Linked DNA regions of Mus musculus: regions 2 and 3 are each linked to region 1. A link is a contact called in public Hi-C and promoter capture Hi-C data. All regions are on one chromosome and are shown on one strand. The core of a region is the stretch at or near the end of the contact, and the rest is flanking DNA. Distances in the headings are between cores, read along the strand shown.

Region 1 (3,972 bases), core at 696-3,195:
ACCCCGCAACACTGTTGTCTATTAGTCTCTTTCTACCAAGTCTACTCCCATTTAACTGTAGTCCAAAAGCATACTTGAAATGTAGTCCTTGTAATTAAATTGGTTACAAGTGAATCTATCAACTTATTACCATTAAAATCTCGAACCATTAGTTAACTAAATCTTAGTTGTAATAATAGAGAATAGTAATTACTCATTGGATTATGTGACATAATATAATATATAAATAATCCAACTAATTTATGATCTTCATTTTTTTCAACATACTAACATAAATTCTCTTAGTGACGATATATGCATTACATATTCCCTACAATTATACATAAACTGAACAAGCCAAAAAGGTTTCCACTTAAAAACTGTTCAGGTCATCTTTATTTTTAGCATCAACTCTCCAGTGCCAATTTGACCTTTAAAATATTTAACTCTTGCAAGCTTGGCTATGCAAGACTGCCCACACAGTTAGATGCACTTGAAATAAATACATTTTTATGATCTACTACAATATACTAAAACTCAGAATCCTCGCCACCCAACATTAGATAGTTCTGATACTATCTAATGCATTCAACTGCTTCCCTGTGCAGGAGGCAGACTACTTCCAAAGAGGGAAAAACTTAAGAAATTTCCTGGAACCACCTTGTTTTCTGGTTCCAGACATGGCTCAGTCTACCCGGACCTCCTGATTTCTTTCCTCTGGGGTCTAGAGTCTGAATCATAAAACTCACAGAAACACCCGTTTCTTTCCCTTTTAATCTATAGCCTGTACACCAAACCTAAGTTAGGACTTGAGCTAAAGTGCACGTGGAAGTCCAGTGTTAGGAAAAACGATTTACAAAAGTACCTAGCAAATTCATAATCACTTAAAATCAAAGACTCGGAAAAAGAAAAAAGGCAAGAAACGCTTAAAAATGTTTGATGAAAGCAATAAAAAATTACTAAAGTATTACACGTAAAGTAACATCAAAGTAAGCAACGTCTACCACTGACAAAACAATTGTAAATTGCATACCTAATTTACATACACCCAAGTATGTAAAACCCACAAGGAAGATTAATTGCTCCACATTGTACTTTCCCAGTAGCACATGTTAATACAGTCCCCAGGTGTTCTCCGGACAAAAATAAAATGGTTAACAAAATGATTCCTGAAGTTTAACAAGGCAGTGATGAGTTAGAAAGCACAATACCAGAACAATACTAGAACGCTGGCTGTCAACACGAGGCGGAAACAAGGTGAAGCATGCCTATGGACCACTGCATTGTTTGCAGACCTGAAATGCCCTGCCAAGGCCCACGCGCGAGACTCGGGTAGCCGCCCCTCCGCGGTCGCTGTAGGAGCCGCAACTCCCGTGCGCCGGAGCTGCGGGAGCAGCAGCTGCCCTTCCGCGCGGGCAGTGCCTGCACGCAGGGCGACCGCTCCGCGAGCCCGCGCGCGCCTCGGGCCGCTAGAGGACCTCGCGTGGGCCCCGGCCCGGCCACCCGCCGCCCCCACACGCCCTCTGGGGACCGCGCGACCCCAAGCCAGAGGAGCGCAGGGGCGCGCGCGCCCACACCGCGCCGAGCTCCGGCCCGCAGCCGCCGCGCCCCGGCGAAGGGAGGGGGCCGCGGCCGAGCGGGGCCCGCAGGTGCCCGTGGCAGGGGGCGCCACGGCGACCACGAAGCCCGCGCCCCCATCCCGCCCGCCGCTCCGCCGCCCGGTCCGCACAGCCCTGGGATCCTGTCAGAGTGCGGCGACCTCCACATGGCCCGCCGAGCATGGAGCTGTGGCGCCTACCGTAGCCGCCGGCGCCGCGCCGCTGGGAAGCGGCTAGGAGACGCGCAGAGTCGCGAAGGCTAGTGCCGCCGCTGGAGCCCAAAGAGCTACAGCCCCGCCGCCGGCGGCGCGCTGCCTCCACCCTCGCGCCGCTCGCGCCGCCCGCACCGCGCTCCGCCTCCCGGGACGCCCCGCCTCCTCCGCGGCTCCTCGCATGACCACGGAGTCTGCGCCGCAGCCCGCAGGTTACGGGACCGGGCGAGAGGGGTGGGAGGGTCCCGGCGAGCGAGGGCGGGCCCGACGGCGGGCGTGATCGGAAAACTGACTTTTCTACCAACCTATAGGACTAAGGGGCGGGCCCAGGGGGCGCGGTCATTGCCTCCCTTTTTTATCGCTCTAAAACGGAGGGCAGTCAGTTACTGGCGGCCAAATGAACCAATAAACAAGAAAAACGGGCCCGTGAGCGCCGAACGCCGTTCGCTCTGCTCTCCGGGATAGGCCAAGGGCGGCGGGAACAGCCCCGGATGTGGGCGGAACCTTGAGGTGCGGAGGGCCTCAGCTGCGGCTGTTTGGAGAGGCGGAACTATGTCTTCTCCTTAATTATCATGTGAGGGCCTAAGAATTTAATGGGGGGAAAAGTGTGGAAGAGGATTAGGATCCAAACTGGCGGATTTCCCGACCTTCGCTGCCCTCTCGGCTCTCCGGCCAGCCGCTCTACCAGGTGAGTCGGGAGCTCGGCCCTTGTCCTGTCCGTGCTGCCTCCGGGTGACCTCACCCCTTCATGCTGCGTGCGGGCGCGTTTGCACGACGGCTATGGGATGCGTCTTGCAAAAAACGCATTAAATTCCAGCATGAGTTTGGGAGAGTCCAGATATTCCCGCGAAACCACCATGGGCATTTCCAAACCAAAGACCAGGATAGTTTAGCAGGATCCTCACGTTCCAGGGCAGATGAGCCCTAAAGTCAACCAAGTTGTAAGCAGCGAGGCCACTTATTTTGAGAAGGAAATTGTGAGCTGGTTAAACAGAGCTGTCTTCGGGTAAGGAGAGTTCATTTATAAGTATTAAGAGTAGCGGGAGAAGGGAAATGGAATGGTATGGGAAGGACCTTGGATGAGTCTACTACGCACAACTAATTACTAGATGCAGGTGTGTATTTCCATGTGTGGGGAAAGAAACTCTGAAGGTTTCAACAATGGATCCGGAATCATACGGGCAAAAAAAAACAAAAACAAAAAAACACCTTCTGTGTACAGATATAACCACCTTAAGTGAGAAATATCTATTGAGCAAATCTTAGCCTTGGACCAACACATAGAGAGAAAATGGTGGTAAAAACCAAATAAATTCTATTAAAACAGTATGTCTTTGTAAAATTGGAACCTTGTATTACCACTGTAGTTCAGCGTATGTAATCCTTAAACGTCAGTTAAATGTCAGGAAGGTCATCTCCATTGTTGAGAATACTTTTCTACAACCGAGTTTTGTTTCCACCCACAATTATAAACTTGTAACCGCAATAAGCTTAGGCCCTGGCCTCCTTTCACCTCTTGTCCTAAAATGCCTATAGTCATTGCACTCGACTTGGCACTTGTTCCTGAAGGGGGTGGGGATGGGGGAGAAAAAAGTTTGTATTATCCTGTACCATATAGAAAAGTTGTGTTTAAGGATATTAATAATCACAAAACTTTGTTAAAGGTTCTTTAAATTGACCAAATCAGAGGTTAGGACTGAGCAAACATAATTCACAGGATTAAAAACACACAGTTAATTAAGCAGTCTGCCCACATCTCCACCTCTGCTTCCAAACTTAATCTCATTCCATTATATTCTATTTTTTGTAAAAGACTGGTACAGAAAATTGCCTTCCGTGACTTAACCTAATGTGAGCAGTTCCTTATACCCCTGTGCCTTTAAGTCCTAGCAGAGTCAAGTCAGGTAGCTCTTTAGATAGAGTTCAAGGCCAGGCTGGTCTATGTAAGCAAAGTTCTAGGCTGGCCAGGCTATGTAGGCAGAGCTCTGTCTGCCAAATCCCTGCAGTCCAAAGCATTTGCAAACTAAACAAACTGCTAATAGTTGAGAGTGAGAAGGTGCTAGGACATCAGCATCCAACTGCTAAAGTTCAACAGGTGTGTGTTTACCAAGATTAGCATCCTCGAGATGTGCAGACTTTAGCAATAGATTGACCACAGCTCTTCTTGTCTGTCCCTGCTTCTC
Region 2 (4,078 bases), core at 1,299-3,798, 3.0 Mb before region 1:
TCTCTTTAAAACTATCCTGGTAAAGCTGACTCTATGAAGTGAATTGCCAAGAACTCCTCTCCACTGCAATGCCTCTCAACTCATTGATTCAACGGAACTGACTGACTAGAACTCAGAGGTCCACATGCCTCTGTCTCCTGAGTGCTGGGATTAAAAGACACGTACCACTATGCATGGAGCTAAGCTTTTCATTACACTAAACTTGCTTTATCCCTGGATGGTCTTGAACTGCTTAAACCCAAGAGAGCTGCTTGTCTCCTAGGATTAAAGATGTGTCTACATCCCAGCCACATCACATAGACCTAGGAGAACCTTGGATATGATCATTTGCTAGAGCAGCCATGTTGCTAGATTAAAATTCCTCTATAGGAAGATGTTCAGCTATTTGGTAGTAGTTGACCATGCTGAAACAAAAGACCTAGGAAAATTGTTATAAAATTATGTGTAGAAATAGAACTCTCTGGTTAAATAGCACATATGATTCAGTGTTAAATATAAGCTCAGAGAAGGGCTAAAAGGCAGAAGATGGTAAGGATTCAGTTGTGTTTTTTTGTAAATTATTTTGTTATTCTATTTTCTCCAAGATTGATATAGATTAAGAAAGATTACAAGTGTACACAAGAAGAAGTTAAAATGTGCAAATAATGAGTTTCATGTATTATGTAATATTATTTTAAGCAACTGCAATGTAGTAATAACTAATGTTTTGTTGCCCAATACCATAATTTGGAAAAGTGCAGTAATTGTAGTTATATAAAAACTGCATAAATATTTTCAAATTTTAATAAAATCTGATTGTATACATTGCACGTGTAATATTAAATTTTTGTTCAGTGGTGAAATAACTACTCTATCAGACCATGCAATTGAATATTTTAGAAAGTTAACTATAAAACTGTGAATTAAATCACAAAATAGTAACAAAATTGGTTCCTTCAGGAAATGAAAAGCAAAGTAGGCAAAAATATTAAAATTATTCAAATTTAGAGAAATATAACCATAATTTTTATTAATGGTAAGAGGAGCAACTGTGACTTTCAAAATTAATTCCAAACTTTTCAGTACACTCTGTACAAATACCCCACCCATTGTTAACTTTAATATTTTCTCCAGGCCAGCCTGTTATCTGTTAATCTAAATTTGGTTTATTGTTCTGGTTCAATAATGATTTTAGTGGAAAGGGTTTTCTACATTGTTCATTTATATACTCTAAAAGACTCTTGGAAAATCAACTAGTAAAATTTCTTGAGGATTTTATTTTTACTTATTTACAAAGTAGTATGTACAGCAAGGATCTCTTAGACTTTCAAAAGACATTGCCAACTTAAAATTATTTATGAAAGGACTGGAAAGTCTTGGATCCTTACATCTTTAGAAACATTTCAAATTTATTATTAAAAATTATGCCATTTATAGTTACTTAGTTAATAACAATAATAGTTAATAATTAGGTAGTTAATTTTTTTCTAAAATGTGTTATCTATTCTTTAAACCCAAAATTATGATTTAGGGAAATAACTTACTAGTATTTGAAATGATTTTTTTAATTTTCAAAGGCATTAATTTTCTTTCATTTTTACATTTAAGTAGTATACTGATACACATTAATTAAATTTAAAGTAATTATTTGAAATTACCCACTCCTTTTGGGAAGTAAAATATTTTTGTTCATTAGAGAAAAGTGCTCAGTAAATGTATATGTAATTCCTGCCTTACTCCTAACTGTGGAGAAAATAATCAAGTTCACCACAAATTGTCCACTGAAACTTCAACAAGCTAATGACACTGAACAACAGCAAATAGTTAACAAATTGCATTCAAGACAGAGTGCTCTATAAGATTTACAAGTTGTTTATATACTAATCTCACTGTATCAACACTCTTGAAAAATGTTCTTATATTTTAAAGTAAAAATCATGTTTAAATAGAGAAGTTTTGAATAAAACCCAAATTGGCCTATAAATCATTTTAAATATTGACAAAGGAGTGTTGAAAATATACATGATATCAAAAATCATAAACTAAAATATCACTTGTCACTGAACAATATTTTAATACTATCCAGCAAAAATATAGGTAGATCTGTAAATAACATATAAGCATTCAATAAAGCCTAAAGACTGTAAGAAAACAATGGATTTATTTATTCTTCATTTGACATTTTTCATAGTAAGTGTTTTAAAATGCTATTATCTCCTCTCAGTGTAAAGGCAGACAAATTTTTCTTTCTTTCTTTTTTTAATGTAAAGGGAAAATCCCATATAACTTACCTTTGAAAGGCTAGGAAACCATCCACCAGTTGCTCCACACATTTCAGAAGGCAGCTGTGAAGAAGAAAAAGTCCTCAGTAGAAAACCCCTACCCTGAATTCCTCACTACTTATGTGTGTGAGAGTTGAAACGAGCTTTAAAAAATTCAATGTCAGATGCTAATTTGTGGTTGGTTGCCAAGGGAATTGAAAAAAAGAAGAGAAAGAAAAAAGTCACACTTCACTGCTAGTTAAGCTCACAAGGGTCTATTTCTGGTGAAGACCCATCACCTACATTTGAAATACTCAGCAGTCTTTTTTTTTTTTTTTTGGCCATGTTCCCATCCAAGTAAGTCAGAGGCCAGAGAACCAACGGAACTGATTTGAGCCGCCCCTGATTTGAGCCGCCCCTTCTATACTTTGTTTTCCATTGTAATTGTTATTCCAGATGCTGGAGTGTAGCAGCAAGGGGGAAGTAAATTAGGGAACTGATTGGTCTGTCCCAACAAAGCCTGAAAATCTCAGGTCATAAAGTGCAGAGAAGAGTGTTTTTCTATACTACCTAGCATGAACCTGAAGACTTTCAGATTCATAATTTGGAAAACAATTGGAAACTCTTGTCAATCAACAGGGATGACAAACAAATTTTACAAAAGGAAATGGCCCATTGTTCTAGATGGAAGTTCTTAACTATTTGTCATTTTTTGTTGTTAATTTAGCTGAAATTTCAAGAGGATGGTGATATGCTTATAAAAAAAATAGCCTAAATATATTCATCCAAAATAGAAAGCACAAGTACCAAACAACTCTAATACTACTGAGCATAGCATGTCATCAACCTCAGCCATTCTAGATCTACAATGGGAAGAATATTCTCACAAAAAATCCACTAGCAGACAGGCAAAACCCTCATAAGGTTATCACGGCCAAAAGCTGGCAAGCTCACTAGAAAATCGTCTCCAGGTCGCTCCTGAAATGAAGCAACTAAGAGTCACGGGCAAGAATATATTTAGCTCATAAGCTCAGGGATAAGCCATTCCTTGGTCTTACATTGTGCCTGCCATTGGTGTGTGACCCTGGCAGATCTCCCTCTCACTTACAGGGGTGAAAAATGACTGGAGAACATCTGAAACTCCTTCTTAGCCTCATGAGGTTTCCCAGGGGATAACACCAATATATTTATTTAACTACTACCAAAAGGTCATTAACATACTTCAGGGTTATAGGGGTTTTGACTTTGATTTCAGTGGGAAAAGTGATGACACCATCTTGTAAACCCTCAATATAAGTTACTTATGCGTTTCATATTGAACGAGTTACTTATAGGAAAGGAAACCTTAAAACTGTGAAAAATGTATCTACATTGCATGATATGACAAGGAAAGAAAAAGAATACCTTAAGAAATATTTTAACCAGGATTGTGAATTTTCTACAAATGTATTATGGACTTCAATCTTTTTGATATAAATACTTTTTTTCCCTCAGATTTAATTCTCATGCATATAAATACCAACACAGCCATCTAGAGCTAGGTTTCCAACACAAGTACAGATAAAGTTAAGTCATAAAGAGAATATTTAACAACATTGGGAAGATCAATACAAATTTAGGAAGATAGGGGCACTAACAGAAAACGATATTTCCTGCAAATAGATGTGCACATGAACATTGCATTCACTTGACTGATTATTAGTCACACTAATGTCATATGTATCTTCTGACTTTCTCTGGAGAGTAAAATGTTACATCTTCCACTGTACATGCCAAAACACCAAATTTACATTCACTAAGACCACTGGTAGATGTTGTCCAACCTCATAGCCAACAGC
Region 3 (3,996 bases), core at 129-2,628, 4.6 Mb after region 1:
GCCATCTTTGCGAGGCCGGCCCCGAGGTCTTTTGTCTGCGGCTGCGGGGCTCGGGGCCGGGGCTCCGGGCTCCTCGGGGGGTGCTGGCGGCGGCTGCTGCTGCTCCGCGCTCCGGTCCTCCTCCGACGACATCCTAGTCACCAGGAAAGACACATGGATCCCCGTCCTCCTCCTGGGGGGCTCCTCCCGCCGCAGCGGCCGCAGCCGCCGCCGCTGCTGCTGCTCGAGTTGCTCCTCCCCGGCTCAGCCTCTCGCATTTCCCGCAGCCCCGGGAGCAGCAGCAGCAGCAGCAGGTACCGGGAGAGGCGGCAACATGGAGCTAGCAGGACACGCACTCACACACATCGGCGCGGGCGCGCGCACTCGGCGCGCAGGGGCCGGCGGGGGGCGGCGGGCAAGCGGGCGGGGCGGGCGGGGCCGGCCGCGCGGGGCGGGGCGCCGCGGCCAAGGCTGGGGCCGGCGGGGCCGGGCCGGAGGGCGGCGCCGAGCGGGGCGGGGCGGGGCGCGACGCGAGGGGCGCGGGCCGGGGGCGGCCGCAGGGGTCTCCGCCCGGCCCCTCCCCCAGGCCGCCCGCGGCGGGAGGAGAAAGGGCCGCGGAGGGGGGCGGCGGGCCGGGCCGGGCCGGGGCGGGGCCAGCCACCCCTCCCCCGCGCCGTCAGCCCGTCAGGCCCACGCCGCGGCGAAGTTTTGACAGCTGCTCCAGTTGTTGTGGTGGGTTCCGGGGTGGTGCGAGCGCCGGCCCCTCGGTCGCGCGCTGGCGATCGCTCCCTCACACACTGCTCGCTCACGGCGTTCCCTGTGGCTAGCTCCCTCACGCTCGGTTCAACGCACGGCTAGCTCTCGCTCTTCCCTATCGTTTGCCCGCTCTCCGGCCGGCGCTTTGCTGCCTCACGCTCAGGATCGCTCCCTCACGCTAGCTTTCGGCCCCATCAAGCTTGGCTCCCTCACGCTGGGATCCCTCTCGCTCGCTCGCGAACGCTCCCCCACGCCCGCTCTCTCTCTGGGGGCAGCAAAGGAGGAAGTTTTGCGGCTGTGCGTTCACCACACAAACAACACACGCACACGGCAGTGGCCGTCGCGCGAGGCCTGCACCCGGGTCCCCCGGGGCGACCCGCACCACAGACCTCTCAAACTCGCCGCCGGCTCGCCCACACACAGGCGCCTCCCGCCCCCGCCCCCAGCGCGCTGCTGCCACTCACGGGGCTGAGTCCGCGCATGCGCCCCGCGCTACCCGGCCGCCGCCGCTGACCTCACCGCCCCTCCCCCGCCCGCTCTGACGCGGCGGTGGCTGCAACTCGGGCTCTGGCGGGCGCTAAGCTGCGGACCGGGCATCCGGGATCAGGGTCCAGCCCGGCCGGAGGAGGGGGGAGGGATCGATGTAAACACTCCGGAGCGTGCACCCGCGTGCGGTGCGCGCACGTGCGTCCGCGACCCCCTGCGGGCGTGGGCCGCTCCAGGCCTGGCGGAGTCCCACGTAGGCTTCCCTAGTGCGGCGCAACCGTGGCAGGACAACGTTAGATCCTAACTCCAGCTGTAGTTTCTCCGTCCGACGTCATGTTTTAAACACCGTGAGACCGGAGGCTGCCGTACAAAAAACCAAGCGGACAGGTTGAGTGGGAAAAAAATGTCTCTACACCGAGAGAAATGCATCAGCGTGAACGTTGTGTGTGCTCAAGATTTAAAAATGGAAATACTGCTAAGCTGTTTCCCATTAAAAAAAAAAAAACGATTCGTTAAAAATGGGGCCAGAATTGCCCAGGACGCCGCGTTTCGTTTGCACTATGGATTGCCTTGTAGGAGTGAGAAATAGTAGAGATGGGAAAACGGATCTGTGGAGCGGCGTGGAAGGCTTAGAGTAGCCTGTCAGGCGCTGAGCTGCTCGGAGCCTGGAATCCGAGCGCACTTTGCGATCAGTTCTTTCCATTCTCAACAGTTTCAATGCTGGGCAAAAAGAATACACTTGTTTCTAGAGGTCCTGTTCACCTTCCTGCCACCCAATAGCCAGGCTATTAACATTGAACTGGGCTTCGCATCTGGATCAAACTTTGATCGTCTAGTGCATATTATAGCTGTAATCATTTGTTTGTTTGTTTATTTGCAGTGGCTAAAGTTGAATCGTTGAATCATTTGAATTGATTGCAAGTTTAATCCCTTGCAGGCCTTTTCAGCTTTATTATATGTACAGTCAAAGGAAGCTTGGAGCAGGGAAGAAAGCTGCCATATGAAAGGTAAGCTACAAATTAAAAGGAGAGAGGAAATTGGGGTTTCTAGACAAATTAAATTACTTGTCGTTGTGGTATATTGAACCCAGAACTGCACACACAGCTAAGCTAACACTCCACCACTGAGTTTTATCCCTAGACGGAATCGTTTTTAAAGATTTTTTTTAAGAAATGTTTTTTGTTTGTATTCGTGTCCGCATGAGTTTATGTACACCATGTACGTGGAGATACCTGAGAAGGCCAGAAGGTGTTCAGTCCCCTAGATTGAGGTTACAGGCAATTGTGAGCTGCCATGTGGGCACTGGAAATCAACTCCAGTTTCCTGCAAGAACAGTGCTCTGAATCGCTAAGCCAGCTCTCCAGCCCCTGGACCTGGCTTTTAAATATAAACTTTTAAAATAAAGCCTTTTTCTTTTGATACTAGAATAAGAAAAGTATTCATCTAAAAAAATTAAACGTTATATTATTGTTGCTATGGTTAAAATAGAGGAATGGGCATGGAACCAGGTATAGTGGCCCATACCTTTAATACCAGGACTAGAAAGACAGGCAGATGGATCTCTATGAGTTTGGGGACAGCATGGTCTGCATAAGACAACCCAACCAAGACTACATAGTGAGACCCTGTCTTTCAAAAAAAAAAAAAATTAGGGCTATACATAATGAAACTTATGATACTTGGCTTCAGGTGTGTAGTTATTCATGTAATTCATAAATTAAGAGATGATAGAACTTAATAAAAAATTGTAAAATATAGCTCAAAATCAAATGGGCTTGATGATACAACCCTATAACCCAGTACTTGGGAGGAGGAAGCAGGAGGATGAGTAGTAGTTCAAAGACATTTCTCACTCTGTAGTGGAATGGAAGCCAGCCTAGGAAATGCATAGCACCCTATCTCAAAAATAATAATACAAAGACTGAAGAGATGGCTCAGCCCTTAAGATCCTGTACTGCTGGTGCAGAGGACCTGGGTTCCATTCCTAGAATCCAGATAAGGCAGTTCACAGTTACCTATGACACCAGTTCTGAAGGAATCTTTCTGCTGCTGTTGCACCTGTATTCATGTGCATAGACAGACACATACACATACAAACAAATCCTAGAAAGGTAAGAGGTAGGGGTGGGTGGCTAGTAAGCTCAGTGGCTAAGAGCATTGGCTGCTCTTCCAGAAGACCCAGGTTCAGTCTTGCCCATGGAGGCTCACTACTCTGTAACTTCAGTTCCACGGGATATGACACCATCTTCTCACCTCCGTGGACAGCAGACATGCACATGGTGCACAGACAAACATACCATAAATATACATTGTTTATTAAAGAGATTTAAAAATACAAGATTCAGCCGGGCAGTGGTGCACATACCTTTAATCCCAGCACTTGGGACACTGAGGCAGGTGGACCTCTGTGAGTTTGAGGTCAGCCCGGTTGGCAAAGCAAGTTTCTGGACAGCCAAGATTACAAACAAAAGAAAAAGAAAAAGCATAAACCACCAAAATATGGATGCTTTGCACAATTGAACTTAGTTCGTATTTTTGAAAACATGAAATATTCTACATTGTTTTTGGTATGTCATTTCTATTTTTGCATGTGTTGTATTAAATATAAACATTTTAGGGGAAAAGGAAAATTTTTATTAAATGAGTTTAAAAACACAAGATTGAGCCAGGCAGTGGCATACATACCCTTAATCCGAGTACTTAGGAGGCAGAGGCAGACAGATCTCTAAGTCTGAGGCCTCAAAGTGAAGCACCAGAAAGACTAGAGGGAAGCTC

The links. Promoter capture Hi-C pulls out the DNA fragments that hold promoters and counts their contacts. Hi-C and Micro-C count contacts between places; a contact is called where the count stands out from the background.
Region 2: a promoter capture Hi-C map of pre-B cells shows a contact between it and region 1, with 3 times the contacts expected there. The contact joins the promoter of Cd36 here to the promoter of Phtf2 in region 1. A contact is called at or near these places in 1 of 39 promoter capture datasets (pre-B cells) and 1 of 484 Hi-C or Micro-C datasets (B cells).
Region 3: a contact with region 1 is called in a Hi-C map of CD8 T cells, with 13 times the contacts expected there. The contact joins the promoter of 4831440E17Rik here to the promoter of Phtf2 in region 1. A contact is called at or near these places in 1 of 39 promoter capture datasets (cranial neural crest) and 1 of 484 Hi-C or Micro-C datasets (CD8 T cells).

Annotation. Positions count from the first base shown.
Region 1 is chr5:20,880,179-20,884,150 of GRCm38.p6, forward strand. Phtf2 (putative homeodomain transcription factor 2) reads right to left here and starts at 1,946. Exons shown (of 18, transcript NM_172992.3): 1 at 1,778-1,946. Tmem60 (transmembrane protein 60) reads left to right here and starts at 2,275. Exons shown (of 2, transcript NM_177601.3): 1 at 2,275-2,477.
Region 2 is chr5:17,833,348-17,837,425 of GRCm38.p6, forward strand. It overlaps Cd36 (CD36 molecule), which reads right to left and starts at 2,549. Exons shown (of 15, transcript NM_007643.4): 1 at 2,271-2,549.
Region 3 is chr5:25,498,419-25,502,414 of GRCm38.p6, forward strand. 4831440E17Rik (RIKEN cDNA 4831440E17 gene) reads left to right here and starts at 1,379. Exons shown (of 1, transcript NR_030700.1): 1 at 1,379-3,996. Kmt2c (lysine (K)-specific methyltransferase 2C) reads right to left here and starts at 365. Exons shown (of 59, transcript NM_001081383.2): 1 at 1-365. The coding sequence starts at 132.